Linked DNA regions of Sus scrofa: region 1 is linked to region 2. Evidence: chromatin contacts called from public Hi-C data. All regions are on one chromosome and are shown on one strand. Each heading gives the region's core, a stretch centred on a gene start, on an enhancer-like site or on the middle of the called end of the contact. The rest is flanking DNA. Distances are from core to core; before and after follow the strand shown.

Region 1 (3,335 bases), core at 181-2,680, 110 kb before region 2:
ACTCCTGGATGCTTCTCTTATGAAGATGCAAAAACTAGCTGAAAGGAGGTGATGGAGGCTGAGAGAGAAGGTGTGAGACAGTGGCCTAAGGGGGAGCAACAGAGAGGGCCAGGGAATGCCACATAAAAACCAGCAGCATGAAGGGTCAACTGGGGGAGCAACTGAGAGACCAGTCAGGGAAGTTGGATGTTCTTCTCCCATGACATTCAGCTACACAAGGACAGGAGACAAGAAGAGCTGGCTTTAACCAGGGTTTTGGTTAAGCACGAGAGAGGAATGGGGGTCAGGGGGGTGGCTGTGGGTGTTTGCAAAACTCATCATGGGCAAAGCTGGGTGTGAGGCTCAGTAACATGATAAGGAGGTGGGTGTACTGATGGGCTGTAGGTTCAGGGAGAGCTGAAGGGACTACCAGGAGTTCAGACACTAGAGGACTGTACCTCCCAACGTTCTTCCAAATCCAAACCTCTCAGAACCACCCCCACCCTAGAGGTTTCCCTGTCTCCAAATTGTGGCCCACCTGGTAGCCAGCGCCACCTCTGGACAAAGCAAATCTGATCGTGTCCCTCCTCTGTTTAGAAGCACTAGCTCTCCCCTCTCCTTGGTTTCCTTGTGGTCAACTCCTCCGCATCCCCCTCAGGTCTTGCTTCTAGTCACAGCCTCCGGGAAGCCCGCCTTGATACTGCTTGGTCCCCCAAGATCGGCCAGGTTCCACTGTTTCCCTCAAAGAGCTGTGAGTTCCCTTTAATCGTGCCTGCTGCATCCTCGATGCCCAACTTGGAATTTGGCCCAGGACTGGCGCTCGATATGCTTGTGATATTAATACATAAAAAAAAGTATGTGCGGTGTGAGTGAGCCCCCCCTTGTTTTCTCGATCATATCTAAAAACAGGAGTGCCGTCTGGACAGATGTACCATGAGCACATCCCTTCCGTGATAAACCCTTCCATGGCTGCCCCATTAACTCCAGGGCTAAGCCCAGCCCCGAGCGCCTCATAAACCCCGTTCTCCTACTCTCTTTTACCCCCAGAGCTTTTTACTCAAACCGTGCTCTCTGCCTGGAATGCCTTCGCACTCAGGCAGGGTCACGCGCATCCTCCGTACTCCTCCGGGCCGAGATCAGGGCTGAGTATGGACACGCCGCTTTACGCTCGAGCCCACCACTGGGGACCCCGGCGTTCAGGTCTCTAGCCCAACTCCCGCCGGCCGCGCCTGCGCATTGGGCCTCACCGCGTTCCTTGCGCTCCGGGAAGCCGTAGTCAGGCGGGAAGGTGGGCATCCGCAGGGGGTCGGGCTCCTTTGATGCATCGCCCAGGTAGCGCCGGGCCAGGTGCGCCCCCATGGCTGCTGTCACACCGCAGGTTCTTGAAGCAGCCGGGGTCACCTAGCTCCTGCCCGGAAGCATTCCCCCTTGGACAGCCACAACTTCCGGGTTGCTCGGGCCGTAGCAGGGATCATAAAGATGAACGACTCCAGAGGTCTTCAGGTGTCTTTAGCGTCACCTCGCGGTTAGGAGGAGAAGCAACGCGCGCGCTCCCCACTAGGGATGGCCAGAGAAGACCTCCCTACATCTGGAAATCCATCTAGGCCGGGGAGGGTGGAGGATACGAGTTTGGGGCCTCCTCCCCCCCTCCCAGGTAACCCCTGGTCTCTCGGAGCTAGAGCACAAATGAAAACTATTATATATATATATATATATATATATTTTTTTTTTTTTTTTTTGTCTTTTTAGGGCTGGCATTTGGAGGTTCCCAGGCTAGGGATCCAATCCGGAGCTGTAGCCGCCAGTCTACGCTACAGCCACCCATAGCAAAGCGGGATGCGAGCAGCTTCTGCGACCTACACCACAGCTCACGGCAACGCTGAATTCTTAACCCACTGAGCAAGACCAGGGATCAAGCCCGCATCCTCATGGATACTAGTCTGGTTCGTTAACCGCTGAGCCACGACGGGAACACCAATATATCATATTTTTTTTGATTAAAAAAGTTTTTATTCTAAAACATTCCAATTGTCGGTAAAAAACCTGATATGTATGTCATTGGCACATATAAAAATTATATATACCGATGGTGTATGTAATTAGCTAATATAAAAAATTTAAATACAGTTAACATATATATTTTAATTAAATTTAAGTTTGCAAATAAAAGTTATTTATAAATAAAACAATTTAAAGCTGAAATTTTAAGTCCAATTGAATAGTAAAAATAAAACAAGTGGAGTTCCCTGGTGGCCTAGAAGTTATGCTGCGAGTGCAACCAAAACAAAAACAAAAAACAAAACCAAGTTGTGATTCTGGTATTCCTGTAGTTGCCACTGTAAAGAATTGCTATACAGTATATTTGAAAGTCTAATACATTATTTAATACTGCCAAATGCTTCTTGGCTTCACTGTGTACCTGTAACATAAATCTGGAATCCTGCACAATGGAACACAAGAGAGAAGCCTTTCAATGGGTGCCTGGCAGTGCTGGGAAGTGATAGTTGGCAGTGAAAGATTAGATTTCATTTGACAAGGTGCTATGGGTTGAATTGTCCCCCCCTCCCAAATATGTTGAAGTCCTAACCTCCCCACCCCCACCCCAAAAACTGTGAATGCGATCTTATTTGAAAACAGGGTCTTGCAGTTCCCATTGTGGGTCAGCAGGTTAAGGACCTGACACAGTCTCCGTGATGATGCAGGTTCTATCCCTGGCCTTGCTCAGTGGGTTAAGGATCCAGCATTGCCACAAGCTGAAGTGTAGGTCTCAGATGTGGCTTGGATCCAGCGCTGCTGTGGCTGTGGCTGTGGCCGGCAGCTGCAGCTCCTATTTGACCAATTGCTTGGGAACTTCTATATGCCATGGGGGAAGCTGTAAAAAGAAAAAAAACAAACAAACAAAAAAACCCCCCAAAACCCTGATATCTCCATTCTACAAAGCCCAGGATACACTACTAGTGTTCTAATCCAGGACACCTGTCCTCTCAAATAGAGGGGAACCCCTTTGACCCAAGTAGAGGTCTCTGGCTTGCTTTAGAAGACCTCACATATTACAAACACAAAATAAATTTACTGAAGAACAAAGGCTGCTAGTGTCACCTGAGATCCTGTGAGTAGAGCTTGTGTAGAACAACCATAACTCTAAACATCATCACTTCTTGGTATCAATACTACTCAGGCCCCAGGGCAGTGCTTCACTTCTCTGGCTGATGCCCTCCTGTGTCTGAATTCTGTGATTCTGGTTGTGCAGCTGCCAATGCTGGAAACATGTTGTTTTGGTTTTGGATTTTTCTGGCTGCACTGGCGTCATATACAACCACAGCCATGGCAACGGCAGATCTGAGCCACATCTGTGA
Region 2 (3,395 bases), core at 189-2,688:
ATTACTCAGTGTTCCCAAAACAAGTATTTCCTCCTTACCTTGGTGTTTTTGCTCACACTATACCCCTAAGGTGCAACATTTCTCATGCACTGCACTAACCATTCTGCATGACTTGATATTCATCCTTCAAGATCTACTTTCAACCAACTATGCCAAGTTTTATGATTTCTCCTCTGTATCTCACTAGTTTTTTTAAAAATAAATATTCTGCTAATATATCACACAGAACATTGCGTTTAGTTTTATCGGCATGGATCAACCTCATCTCTCTCTCTACATATATATCTTCCCTTAAATCCTCCACTTGTAGTGCCTGTGCAGGAAGGGGCTTTGTAACCTTAGCATGTAGCAATTAACTGATTGCTCTATATTATTATTTTTTGGTTGCAGCATGCAGTGGCTTGATGTGGAATCTCAGTTCTCAGACCAGGGATTGAACCCGGGCTGCAGCCGTGACAGCCTTAAGTCCTAACCACTAGACCACCAGGGAACTCCCAATATAGGTTATTGGGAGAAGTAATACACACATAGTGCTTGAAATATAAAGGATATCAGGGAACCAGTCACAGTGGTTTGTTTCTGGGGAGAAAACTAAGGCATAGAGGGAGAAACCCCCAGTTTTCCTATGTGCATGTATTATCTATACTACATAACAAATACATAATTTTATGAAGTCGGCTCTTCCATTGTCTAGAACAGATTTTTAAAAAACTTAAAAATTATAGTTGATTTATAATGTTGTCAACTTCTGCAATTACAGCAAAGTGACCCAGTCATACACACATATACACATAACATTTATAATGTTGTCAACTTCTGCAGTTACAGCAAAGTGACCTGGTCATACATACATACATATACACATAACATTTTTTCTCACATTATCTTGCATCATGTTCTATCACGAGTGATTAGATATAGTTCCCTGTGTTGAATAGATTTTCACATCTTATTTTCAGTGAGAAAGGCAAGTTGTAGAAGAAATAGAACATATAATCCTATTTTTATAAGAAATCAGAAATTCTAAACCAAAAATATCTTACCTATGGATTTTTTTTTGGGGGGGGGGGCAGGGGATTGGATGAAGCCAAAGGAGAAAGGCTGAGGCGGGAGAAAGGAAGGGAAAGAGAAAAGTCAAAAAATGTGCATCCCAACATGCCAGCGAGGCCCAGCCCCAATCCACCCACCAAGCCCATGCTCCGTTCCATTCCCCGCGCATCCGGCTTGGTCCTTAGCTCAGTCCATCAGGCTTACGCCCCGTCCCTAACCCCACTCTCCAGGTCCAGTGTGACCCCACCCCAGAGCCTAACCCCATTCCTCTCCCCAGGAAGGAAATTAGAATTTCTTCTCTGAGGATAGATTAAGAGGTCAACCTTTTCGCCACCGCTGCAAGTTCCTCCGGCCAAGAGTGCCAGTGCGCCGGCCACTTCCGCTCCCGGCGGCCCTGAGACCGGAAGCGGAAGTGCGCATTGGCGGCGGATGGTGGCGGCTGTGTAGGGACGCGCGGCGCGCTGCGGTGGGAGTGTCTCTCGCCAATCTGCAGGTGCGGCCCGGCCCCTCTCGAAGGCTCGGAGGCCTCGGCTGTCGCGGGGAGTGGCCGGAGGGTTTAGGACGTTCGCCCAGGCGGACGTGCTTTCTTCCGTCGTAGCCTGGGGGCCAGGATGGGGCCCGCACAGCTCGGCTCTGCGGCCGGTCTACCCCTGCCCAGTCTGTCTCCCTCAGGTACCGTTCGTTCTAGCAGACGGGACTGTTATCCTACTATTGAAAGAGAAATCTCGAAGTACAGTCTAGGTCCGTTGACATCGGCCCCAGCACTCACTTGTCCTCTTTGATTTGTAGGCCTAGCGTATCTCCCTTATGCAGGATAACTGTTTATTAATCACGTTTTATTTCGTATTGCATTTCAGATTATTTAGCTTCGCAAATGGAAATCTAGGTCTGAGTCTACATGTGCAAATTGGTTTGGGTGACTTGGCATGTGAATTTTAAAAATTGAATGTACCCTCTATCAAGTGATGAATTAGATGAGTTTAGTTTTTTTTTTTTTTTTGGTGACTGACATTTTGCAGTTTCTTAGCTTAGGACCTGTTAACTTAGCTTTCCTTTCCTTTTCCTTTCTCTTTTTTCATTGTTTTCTTTCTTTTAAAAGAACTTTTAATTTGTGAATTTTACTTTGTATAAGTTTTCTTCACCGCAGGTCAGTGTGAAGAAAAGCTCTTTCTCACTTATGTCATAAGGCTAACATACAAGAAGGGTAAGACTATTCATTTCTTTTCAAATTGGCTCCAGCCTGTAAATCATCGTAAAATTTCAAAACATGAGACTCCAGGAAAAAGATAACATAAGCTTTGTTAGTACTGGGAATTGGAATTGAGTTGGTAATAAATGAGATGTCTTTTTTAAATAATAGGGTTAAGACTCACTTCTTTTTTTTTTTTTTTTTTTTTTGTCTTTTTGTCTTTTTGTTGTTGTTGTTGTTGTTATTGTTGCTATTTCTTGGGCCGCTCCCGCGGCATATGGAGGCTCCCAGGCTAGGGGTCTAATCGGAGCCGCAGCCACTAGCCTACGCCAGAGCCACAGCAAGGCGGGATCCGAGCCGCGTCTGCAACCTACACCACAGCTCACGGCAACGCCGGATCGTTAGCCCACTGAGCAAGGGCAGGGACCGAACCCGCAACCTCATGGTTCCTAGTCGGATTCGTTAACCACTGCGCCATGACGGGAACTCCCAAGACTCACTTCTAATGAATGAGGAAATGAGGAAAAAATTAATTCTGGAGGAAAATTAAACATCAGATTTCAATTTAATGAGTGAGTTGTTTGTTTTCAAGGAGAAATCATGTCCCACTTTGTCTTTTTAGAAAGAATAAATGTTTTTTAGAGACATATATAATCTAATGTTGTGATTTTTGTTATATGGACGGGCATTTTAAGTCATTTTTATTTTTGACTTTGTGGTTGTGTGTGTGAGTGTGTGTACAGGAACAAGTCTTTTTAGTTTAGCTATACTGAATTATTCTTTTTTTTTTTTTTTTTTTTTGGTCTTTTTGCCTTTTCTAGGGCCACCTGGTGGCATATGGAGTTCCCAGGCTAGGGGTCTAATCGGAGCTAATAGCCACCAGCCTATGCCTGAGCCACAGCAACGTGGGATCCGAGCTGCATCTGCAGCCTACACCATAGCTCACGGCAACGCTGGATCCTTAACCCACTGGGCAAGGCCAGGGATCGAACTGGCAACCTCATGGTTACTAGTTGGATTTGTTAACCACTGAGCCACGACGGGGACTCTTATACTGAATTATTCTTGAAGAGTGGTGATTGTTTGGCACATTTTTGTCGGGGGTGCCCCCAGTGAACCTGACCCTGTATAGGGAAAACAGTGTGGTTGAAATAGA

The links. Hi-C and Micro-C count contacts between places; a contact is called where the count stands out from the background.
Region 1: a contact with region 2 is called in a Hi-C map of undifferentiated spermatogonia, with 2.0 times the contacts expected there. The contact joins the promoter of NDUFB7 here to the promoter of ZNF333 in region 2. A contact is called at or near these places in 2 of 47 Hi-C or Micro-C datasets (epiblast stem cells and undifferentiated spermatogonia) and 1 of 2 datasets of contacts at active chromatin or transcription factors (alveolar macrophages).

What each region holds. Positions count from the first base shown.
Region 1 is chr2:64,716,987-64,720,321 of Sscrofa11.1, reverse strand. NDUFB7 (NADH dehydrogenase [ubiquinone] 1 beta subcomplex subunit 7) reads right to left here and starts at 1,430. Exons shown (of 3, transcript XM_003480775.4): 1 at 1,227-1,430. The coding sequence starts at 1,338.
Region 2 is chr2:64,605,861-64,609,255 of Sscrofa11.1, reverse strand. It overlaps ZNF333 (zinc finger protein 333), which reads left to right and starts at 1,438. Exons shown (of 12, transcript XM_005654878.3): 1 at 1,438-1,543.